Regions from separate parts of the Hordeum vulgare genome. Here region 2 is linked to region 1. The links are chromatin contacts, called in public Hi-C maps. All regions are on one chromosome and are shown on one strand. The core of a region is the stretch at or near the end of the contact, and the rest is flanking DNA. Distances in the headings are between cores, read along the strand shown.

Evidence for each region. A called contact is a pair of places that touch in the nucleus more often than the background predicts.
Region 2: a contact with region 1 is called in a Hi-C map of leaf, with 2.8 times the contacts expected there. The contact joins the promoter of LOC123429718 here to the promoter of LOC123425730 in region 1. A contact is called at or near these places in 2 of 6 Hi-C or Micro-C datasets (leaf and seedling).

What each region holds. Positions count from the first base shown.
Region 1 is chr2H:107,841,987-107,847,451 of MorexV3_pseudomolecules_assembly, reverse strand. LOC123425730 reads right to left here and starts at 3,578. Exons shown (of 3, transcript XM_045109440.1): 1 at 3,452-3,578; 2 at 2,591-2,707; 3 at 1,845-2,465. The coding sequence starts at 3,578. The coding sequence ends at 2,305. LOC123425384 (loricrin-like) reads left to right here. Exons shown (of 7, transcript XM_045109077.1): 6 at 801-905; 7 at 1,188-1,474. The coding sequence ends at 885.
Region 2 is chr2H:108,701,532-108,707,063 of MorexV3_pseudomolecules_assembly, reverse strand. It overlaps LOC123429718 (nuclear transport factor 2-like), which reads left to right and starts at 3,391. Exons shown (of 10, transcript XM_045113725.1): 1 at 3,391-3,482. It also overlaps the pseudogene LOC123429719.

The DNA of each region.
Region 1 (5,465 bases), core at 2,329-4,828:
CGTAGGTTATTTTTTTTTCTGCAAGTGAAAATATATGCATTATTTGACTTGCATGCCGTGTTTCGCTATTGAGTAAAGACCAGAATGCGAGATAACCGGTTATAGTAAAATTTAATGTACTTAGTATTGTTGAAGTTATTAAGATAAGTGTCGTAACTTTTTTTCATCTCAATTGGCTAAAGCAACCCATTTTGGAAGTAGCACTAAAATTAAGTATGCAATCAGTTCATCTTTTGACCTGAGAGAATTGATCAATATGTACTCCCTCCGTCACGGTTTAGAAGGCACAGTTAAACTTGCGTGCGTTTCCAAAATAGACAAGGTTTAAGGCGCGAAAGCAATTACTCCTATTAATTAGTACTAGTACTACTCTTGCATGCGCCCTTCCAATTTGCTACTCACACATTAGTACTAGTATTTTCTCAGTTGATTAGGCGCATTAGCATTTACACCTGCTACATCTCACAACCAATCGATGACTACCTTGGTCCCAGAGATTTTCCAAGCGTGCCTTCTAAACCGTGACGGAGGGAGTAATTCAATGCCATTGATTAAATTTTGAAGACGTAGTTAAAAAGCTTCCAAAATATATGCAGACCCTTATACTATTGAGAGCTAACCCACTACCAATTAACCGTGCATGTAATTTTCTCCCTGGTTAATCCTCCTTTGATTTTATACATGTATAGAATGAGCGTGCAACGTGCATGACCCATTTGATCCCTTTAAATAGGACTGGGCATCTTTTGTTCCTTAGATATTCCGACTCTATTCATTTCCTTCTTTCTTTGATCATGTAGAATGGTGCAACGTGCATATGCTGGACAGCTTGCCTTCTTTATACTAGATGACCCGTTGCGCCCATGGCGCAAAAAGCATTGGTGAGCCAAGCATTGTAAGCATGTGTATGTGCCAGTTTAATATATATACCTTTATCTGATTACATCATGACGCTAATAAGTAGATATATACTGGTTGTTTAATCTGAGGTGCTGTCATGTTCTTCTCAAGATCAAAATATTGCACTTTTGTTTAAAATTTTGAGACCCCTCATAAATTAACTTGTTCTTATTAGCACAATTGCGATCTATATCACCGCAGAAATGTGTACAGCAGGTCAAGTCGTTCTGAAAGCGAGCAGCTCATTTACAAAATCAACTAATGACAAATTTATGTTTTGTGTGCAGTGTGCACTCATCTTCATTGTGAGAACCTGGGGCGTCTCACATAGCTGAGCACAACACTCTCCCTCCCAACTTATATAAGTATAACTAATTTCATACAGTAGTAGTGGGATTAATAAACAAATTCAGTTTCCTTGTTCTCTAATTTGAACGAATTGCATATAGTAGCAGTAATCAGACTCCATAATTTTTTCTCACATCTGCATGGATGAAGCTTATCTAATTTAGGCCTTTGCTATGTTACTTTGGTAATGATTTGCCGTGTGCATAGCAATATTGATGATTTGTTATATTGTGAGTGATGGGCATCTTTCTGCTTGTGCATGGGTGGCATTTTATTACCTGCTAACTGAGTTTGTTGCAGCCCATTTAAAGAAAAAAGAAGCCTACATTCATGTCACATAGTTCTTGCTTGCGTACAATTGTTGTTCTCTCTTCATATCAGTTTCATCACGTCAGGTTTATATCCTCACAACTTCACTAATAAGAATTTGAAGTCAAAACTCCCACCTGGGTGTAGGAAGAATACTCTTGCCTGTTCTATTTGTAGAGGCTGGGGAAAAGTAAATTATACTATTCTGGGATTGAGTTAGAGACCAACCATCACTATGTACCATGAGCTCTTACAATATGTCTTTATACCATGGAAGACATGCCATCAAAATAAAATTAATTATGACACTTTAGATATTAAATCTATTAAAACAAATAGTCCTTGACATAAAGACAACTCAAATCAAAGGAAAGCAGGGTAAATACTTTTGAAGTATCCAGATGGCGTGCACAAGACATCGATACAAAAAGTGATATAAAATATTAAGAAATTTTAGGTTCATTTATGTTACTCCAAGCAAAAATGTCCCAGCCAAAGAGTAGCTGTACCAGCAGAACAAAAATAGCAGGTTTTTTTTTGGAACAAAGCAGTAAAGCGCCCATGGCCAGGAAGCCACAAGAACAAATAGCCAAACACGGTACTGTTATTCATGCAGTCTCTATTGCTACAATAGAATGAGCAAAATTTTCTTAATGTTCTTTCTCGCGATGAAAAAACAGGTTGTTTGCATTATAGAATAAGATGAAATGATCAAATATTAGTTGTAGCCCGACTGAGCACAAAGATTCATGCATTAGAGGATAGTGGGTTCCAAAGATATTGTGTAGTTTCCAGACCAGCAGGCAGCCGACCGCGTCTTCGGTTGTACTTCTGGGTGAATCCGGACCTGGGTTCTAGGTTCTGGTACAAAACTACAAAGTGGTGTTGTACCAACTTGGGTTTTGATACTGTGGTTGAAATGGATCAGCAAGGGTCCAATCAGAAGCTAACATGGTTCTGGTACTGACCACAAAAAGAAAAAGTGGAATTTTTGTGACCAACTTATATATTGATAATGAGAAAGAAGAACTACCTGAGCAGCTGAGAGGAGGGCTTGTATACACTAAAATCCAATCTTGTCCAGTGAGGGGATATTCAGCATACATGTCCACTGAAGCTGCAATGCCAATGATCTGTTGTAATACAGTTCCTGAAATTTATGATACAATATAAAATCATTTTGAGTAGTAGGCAACTACGCCACAACTGAAACTATCGGCAAGCAAAAGTCACATTCCAGTATTGAAATAAGCACACAATTTCCAAGTTAAATGCAACATACTGTACGGAACGGAGAGAATATATCTCAATTGATTAAATAAGCAACAAATACAAAATCTGTACTCTGAGGCTGAACTTATTTAGAAACTTAATAACTAAACTATATATGTAAGCTAGTAATCTCTCCCATATACTGAAAAGGAACGACTGCTAGTAAAAAGAACCAACAAGACAACCGATATCCCCAAGCTCCAGAGAAAGAAATAACCCAAATACACTGCCAAAGCAAATTAAAAAATGACAGGCAAAAAAAAGAAAAGAAAAGAATGATCGACTTGAACAGATCGTAGGAAGGACAAAAACAGTCTCAAATTATGTGTTCTTTCTGAGTTGAATTACGCTATCCAAAGAAAATGGTCAATATGGTTGTAGGAAGGAACACCCAAAAATATGGCAAGAAAAGGACATCAGTAAAAATGAGAAAAATATATCTATATGAGTAATCAGAAGGAGTTGACGGTAGGGAGAAGCATACCTAGCAAAAAATCGCACCTCATGTTATGTTTGGTTGAGACGAAATAAATTACACACGGACCGGCAAGCACCATGGAGTACAATCTCACAACCAAATCAAAAGTACACAGAGGGAAGCAAATGAATGGAAGGAGCTCACGAGGAACATGCATCCGCCGCTGCACCTCCCTCTCCTCTTTGCTCTCTCTTTCTCCCTCATCTCCTTCCTTTGTTGAATGTGCCATCGGTATCGAAAATAACTTTGGCATGTAAGAAGTGGCTGTCATCGGCGGGTTATTCAATTAATTGAGTGGATTGCAGAGTGCGATGTGACCGTCACACTAAAAAGGTTCAAATGTGGATAGTGACAATAGTTAGTAGTAAACAATGGCAGGAAGTGTAAGAAGAGTACATAACATGCAATATTGTGTGTCACCTTGACGTGTTGAAATCAACCAGACTCAGAGGCCTGCTACAGCTGCCTCGGGTGCCCTGCTGGGACACACGACAAGCCCTGCGCCGCAAGCGGGCCTACCCCTCGAGCGCCTCACTGTGCACCCGGCAGCGGAGGCCGTGCTCGCCACCACGGACACCGGCCTGCTGCAGCCTCTTACGGTCACCCTCCAACGCCCATGATGGGCCACCACGGACGACGCGCACTTCTGCAGCCACCTCCGGTCGCCCTCCAACACACACGACGGCCACCATGGACGACGCACACCTGATTCCACAAGGAAGTAGATCCAGGGCCAGCGTTATAAACTTACTATTAGTATTATTCGACAGACGTGTAACTTGCACATGAACCATGTAAAATGCAAAATTACTAATGCCAACTTAATAAAAATAACTCTGCAGTGTGTCATACATGGCAAACCAAAGATCATGCTTGGTACTATCTCTGTGCAGGTAGACAATGTGTTCACTATGCTACACCTGATACTGGATCAATCTACTCTTCCTAAATGAAAAACATTAGTGAAATTCCAGTGGCCTAAAGCCTGATTTGCATATATAGGATATAAGATGATATGATCAAGAACAGTAGCCATATTCAGTATAACAAACCTAGAACCTGCACTATATAGGTTAACAATTGTCACCTGAGGCCCTGCCATTGCATACATAGCCGATATACTTCCTGACTCTCACGCACGTCTCCCTCCCTCCCTCCCAACCCTAGCCGCCTCCCCCTGGCGCCAAGGATGGTGGCGGCGGGGCCTAGGCTGCCCTGCCTCTGCATGCGGAGTCCTGGATCTAGAGCGGCGGCTCCATTGGCGAGGCACGGCAGGCTAGTAGCCGTGCGGGAGGTGGATCCGGCGCCTTGGCCGCGCGGGCGGCGGGATCCGGTGGTCGTTGGCGTCCGGCGGCGGCTTTTGCGGTGGCCGGTGCGCGCGATCTGGCGCCTCCCCTCCTCCCCTGTTCGGCGTGCGGGTCCAGCCTGGCCAGCCTGGTCGGGCCGGCGGAGGCACCTGCAAGGCTGGTCCAGCTTGCACCCCTTCATCATATGGATAAGAGTAACGACATAAAAACAAGAAAGAAGGATTGATTTGCAGCAATAGATGTCTTTCACATACAACTAGAAAAAAGTAATTTCCTTTTTGAATGGCAGTTCCAAAAAAACGTACTTCAATGTCAAAAAAGCGTATTCGTAAAAATATTTGGAAGAGATTCAGTCGTATTGTTGTACTGCTTTGTAAGGTCCTCGAGAATAATCAATAAAATGACCGCATGCATCTCCCAACATCAGATCTTATGATCCTACGAACCTAGCGTCTTTTATAAGAGAATTCTCTGGATTCAATTCCTTCCATACTTTTGATGACCATGTATAGAATGGTGCAATGTGCATGTGTCATGGATTCCGTTCTTTAATTTAAACTCTATTCTCAGCCTTTGCTTATTGATTCCATGATGGGTCCTTGATAAGCAGGAAACTGAAAAGCCTATATAAATTGGGTGCATTAGATGTAAGAAGGCGAGATGGGACTATTTAAAATAAGAAACAACCTTTTTTTTGATCAAAACGTTCAGCTTAAAGAGAAAATGAAGAAAAGGTGGAAGTTGGGATTCGAACCCAGTTCTTCCGGTTGTCCGTAATATAACAGGGCTCACGCAAGGTAACATAAATCCGACGGTGAATTGTCAAGAGAAAAAACGAATCGTTTTTTTAT
Region 2 (5,532 bases), core at 2,142-4,641, 860 kb before region 1:
ATATGGATTTAGTGTTAGGGATTACATGTGTAGTAGATTGGTCCAATGTAAGATTCTTTTGTTATCATTAATATACAGTGATTGTTAATTGTGATGCTATTTATATTTTTTATAGTTTGACTGATGAGATATGGGAAATTAGGTTTCATTTTCAAGGCAAAGACAACTTGGAGAGGACCATTTCTCTTTCAGAAATTACATTCATAAACTGTTAGCACTGATGGTGATTGAGGAGGGATATACTGAAGCCGACTACATGTTCTATGTGAAAAATGAGGGACAAGGGTCAGCAGGATTGCAGGTCATAGACACTGAAGATGTTGTAGAGGAGATGCTTGACCAGTATGATCCTGAGAAGTTGTTGAACATCACTGTCATAAAGGCTACTGAGCCTAATCCTGGAGATTTGAACATAGCAAACTTAGGTGAGGCCCAGATACCAATAGACCAGGTTGGACAATCCAACATCATCAGTATAGATGAGGTTGGGTATTGTTTCCTTTTGAAATAGTTTGCAGTGAGGAGTTGTATGTTATTCCTATATGTATTGCACAACCAAGTGAACATATTGATTTTTCTGAACACACGGGATGGCATGAATTTGAAGAAGGCCAAGGGTAAAGCTCGGGAATACTATGGCCCATCAGATGATGAAGGATTTGTTGATTTCAACTACTGTGAGTACAAACCAGAAGAGCATAACATAGCTGTAGAGGAGGAAAATGAAATTATTGATCAACTGAAGCAGATGAGGAAACACAGAGAAGATCATGTGATTAACTTTGAAGGAGACACAAAGGTGGAAGAGATGTGCCCAAAGGTTGAGGACTCAGACATACAACCTGAGACAACACTTCCTCTAACTTTTAAGATAGTTGGAAAAGCAGGACCAACTACAAGATCTCACAAACAGGCTGAGACAAAGGTCATTCCTGATTTCACTCCATCTAATGATTCGGGATGTTTCCCTAGAGACTATGGCATAAGTGATTCAGATGAAGAGGCTGGTATAGAAGCTATACCACTTCCTTGTGGAAGAAAGAGCCAAGCCAGGAGGGATAAGACTAGGAAGTGGTATGATGAGACAAGGCCAAATGCTCATGAGGAACTCTGCTTGAAATTGTGCTTTACTAATGTGTATTAGTTTAGAAGAGCCCTTAGGAACTATCATATTAGGAAACTTAGAAATTTTCATTACCACAGGAACTGTAAAGATAGGATCATAGTGTGGTGCATGGAAAGGGAAAGTGGATGTCCATTCTACATGACTGCATCAAAAATTGCTCATGAGAACACATTCTGCATCAAGAAGTTGAATGTACTGCACACATGTGGTGCACATGGAGAGAAAATCAAAGTGACAGCAGATTGGATATCCAAAACTTTGTGAGCACGTTTCCATTCATCTTGAGGGTTCCAATGAGCTGCTTTGTTTTGGAAGATATCAAGAGAATATACCCCTCGTTACTAACAAATGCAATGGTTTTTGAGTCAGGTGATATCTCAAAGTTTTCCAGGCTTTTCTCATCACGGCCGTTCAAGGGTCCAGTCTTACTAACAGCAGCTTTCACCAGATCAAATGAGTAGAAGAACTTCCTCCTGCCTGATTGGATCACTTCAGAGCCATCAGGTAGAAATGATGCCTTGTGAACAGGACAATCCTCAACGAATATGCTCTGGATCTTGGGGTTTCTCTTACAGTCAATCTGGAAAAATCTCAGACATTTATCCAGACCTGCAACAAGCATCAGCAGTCCATTCCTGTGAAACTGCACGGAATTGATAGGGCCACTGGATGGCTCCTACACATTACCATCAAGCATCAACAAGCCTTGAGAAGTCCAATATGCCAGGTAGAAGCTTACAACACCCTTGACAACAAGCCCATCGTCGTCCCGAAGAATATGGTCGACTCCGCTGTCCTCGCCGAATTCATCATCGTACACCCCAGGGAGAGGAGCTTTACTGTTCATATCTGCCCAGCCAGTGAAGGGGTTCAACTTGGCATGGTGACCGTGCAACCTAGCTTCATACTCTTTGCCCGAGATCACACGCTCATCAGCCTCCTTTCTCAACTTCCTCAATCTTGCAACCTTTAAGATGTCCACCTCAGTCTTCTCCTCCTCGTCATCTACCCACGCAGGCTTCCTCCCCTAATTGACCATCTCATTTTCATCGACTTCACTGCAGAAGCTCTCCTCATGAACACCGTTACCGGCAGACCGATTCATGAAGAACAAAGGACCATCCCTGCCATGATCCGACAACACAGCCCCAAATTCAGTGGCGCATAGATCGGCCCAAACAGTGAACTCTCCAGCCGCCTCATCTCCTCTGTCTCTTGATTCTGCTTGGCTTCCAACGCGTCCGCCTTCTTTTTCTTGAAACCCTTATTGTGATTCTCCTTAGACCTCTTTTGCTTCCTGTCCTTACTGCGGTTCTCTGTCTTGGGTAGGTTCCTTACCAGCCTCTGCACCTAAAGCAATGTTGGAACCAATGCCCTCGTCAGCACTATCATCATCAACCCCACATCTCTCCATTCGACGCTTCCGGGGTGCATCCTGACCCAAGGAACAGACTGCTAAATAACATCAATAAATGAGACCATGCTAATCCACAGATGTACATGTATAAAGCTTGTACCAGTTGCAGGTTAGGGTACTGAGGCTAAAATGGTGGTCACCGGCACACCATTTCGGAGGCTCATTAGTTCGGGCTTAACCATTCATATCACTGGATGACTAATTTCTTGAAGGAATCACTGGATGACTAAAAGCTCATCATACCTCGAACACCAATGTCCAATACTGCGGACGGAGTGGCGGCGCGATGCCGCGACGAGACAGAACGGGGGCGGGCGGCGATGGAAGCGACGCGCATGAGAGGTGTGTGGCGTCGGCGGCGACGCTAAGCTAACGGCTCCGGCGGCGGATTGGAGGGGTGCAGGCCAGAGCACGGGCTACGCCACCCAGGAGAGCAGAAGAGGACGTACGGGCCTGGTGGTGGAGAAGCGGGTGCGGAGCACGCGGAGGGTCAGGTGGATGGCCGCCGCGCCGCCGTCAAGAGCGAGGGTGGGGAGCGCCGCCGCCGCGCCGAAAAGGAGGGCTCTTCTAAAGAAAACGAAAACAAAGACGAACAGCGTCGGGGTCGGAGCCACAAATGGGTCGGTCGGTCGGTCGGACGGACTCGTGGGTCGGACCGACGGAGCCCAGCCGCAGCCCGGCCGCAAGCTGGCGAGTGAGGGCCCAGAAGCCAGTGAGACACAGCGGGAACATTCGCGACCCCTCCACCCCCGAAAAACCCTTCCCGTTATAAACCCCTTCCGCCTCCTCCCTCCGTCCTTTCCTCTCCCTCTCTCTCTCGCCCCGCCTCCTCGATCGGCTCCAACTGCCCCGCCCGCCACCCGCGCCGCCCGGCCGCTCCGCTAGGGTTTGCCCGCCCTCCCGTCGCCGTCGGCCGTCGGCCCGCGCTCGGTCCGGAAGGTGGTACTCCTGTCCCTCTCCCTCTCCGCGCGCGCGCGCCTCTCGATCCCTCCTGTTTTACGTTTTTCCGTTCCGTTCGGCCGGCTCTCGTTTTGCCCCTTGCGCGCGCGCTCGTCCTCGTCGCGGCGCGGCTCGCGGGTCTCGTCGGTCTGCGCGGGGGATCGGGTTCCATGCGGGGTAATGCTGCGGGCTTGGGCGGATTCGGGGTTTGAACTGCGTCGTCGTCTGGGGATTAGCGCCGGGTTATTCTCCGTTGCGGTCGCGTGCAAGCTTTCTTGTGGTTTGTGTGCTCGGGTGAAGGAAAGGGCCTCCTTTTCACGACAAAATCGACGTATTTCGTGGGTTGCTGGCTGGGGTTTACGCAATGGTGTCTTTGTGTGCGAAATTGTGATCTTTAATCGTCTAGATTCTCCGTCGTTATCAAACTAGTGTCGGCCGTTGACTGGTTATCAGGGCAGCCTAGTGCTGCAAATCCAATGCATTTTTTTCTGTGCCCATTAGGTAGCAGGTAGCTTATCAAGTTATGTGTTTTGTGTAGTTTCAGAATCTTGGTGGGTGTGTTTCTACTGAGCTGCAGACGTTTAGTAGGAGTATTGCTTTTGCATCGTGGGACATTTTTTGTCTTTGCAATGCAATAACACATCTGCAGCGGGTCTAGTGGATGGTTTGATGTGCAGTTTGTGCATTTCGTTAGCTAGTTTACTGTTTCGGTTCTGAAATTTCAGTCATTTTACTACTGTGAGTTGTTTCTACTATATGGATGTTACTCTGTACGGTGGTTGATTTTCCTTTACACAAAGAGGTTATAGCTAGCTTTTCTGTTGATTTCTTTTTATTTCCAATGTTGATAAGCTCAGGTCGAGTCTGCTGAATAAATGGTTATTGTTTTGTGTGATGATTGGGAGAAATTAGGAAAACAATTATGAGCTCAAGTTCCAATTGCTGTATCCAGATGTTCTCAATCTGATAGTTATTATCATTGAGTTATATCTGGGACCGATAGTTATTGTCATTGTTCCAAGTTCCTATTTTACGCTTTCAGCCTGATCGACTTGGCTTGCTCGGTTGGGTTGCTGTAGGGTATGTGGACAGGCTTTCATGTGGTTTATGTGCTTGGGTGAAGGAAAGGCCCCCTTTTGATGACAATATTGACTTATTTTATGGGTTGCCTACTGGTGTTTACTTAATGTCCGTTTTTTGTGTGAAATTCTCACCTTTATTTGTCTATATTCTCAGTCGTTATTAAACTAATGTTGGCTGTTGACTGGTTTGGAGTATCAACAGCCCAGCACTGCGAATCTAATGCAATTTTTGCTGTGGCCATTAGATAGGTAGCTTATGATTCTTGTGTGGTTTCAGAATTTTGGTGGGAGTGTTTCATGGCACTGAGCTGCAGACATTTAGTAGTGCTTTTGCCTCATGGAACATGTTTTTTTTTTTGCAATGCAATAGGCTTCTGTGCGGCTGGTATGGCGGATGGTTCGATGTGTATTTTGTTCATTTTGTTAGCTACTCCCTCCGTTCCTAAATATAAGTCTTTTAAGAGATTTCACTAAGTGACTACATACGAAGCAAAATGAGTTAATCTATACTCTAAAGTATGTCTATGTACATCCGTATGTAGTCTCATAGTGAAAACTCTTAAAAGACTTATATTTAGGAACGGAGGGAGTAGTTCACTGTTTCAATTCTGAAATTTCAATCATTTTCTTATTGTGAGTTGTTCTTTTTATATGGATGTTTGCTCTGTACGGTAGTTAATTTTCCTTTGCAGAAAGCGATTAAAGCTACTCCCTCGGATCCATATTACTAGTCTTACGTTTGTCTAGCTACGGATGTATGTAAGACAAGTAATATGGATCGGAGGGAGTAGCTTTTCTGATGGTTTGTTTTATCTCCAATGTTGACGGGTCTGCTGAATAAATGGGTATTATTTTATACGATGATTGTGAGAAATTGGGGAGACAATTGTGAGTCCAAGTCCCAATTGTTGTATCCAAATTTCGCCAATCTGATAGTTTCATTGTGCTACATTTGTACCGATTGTTTG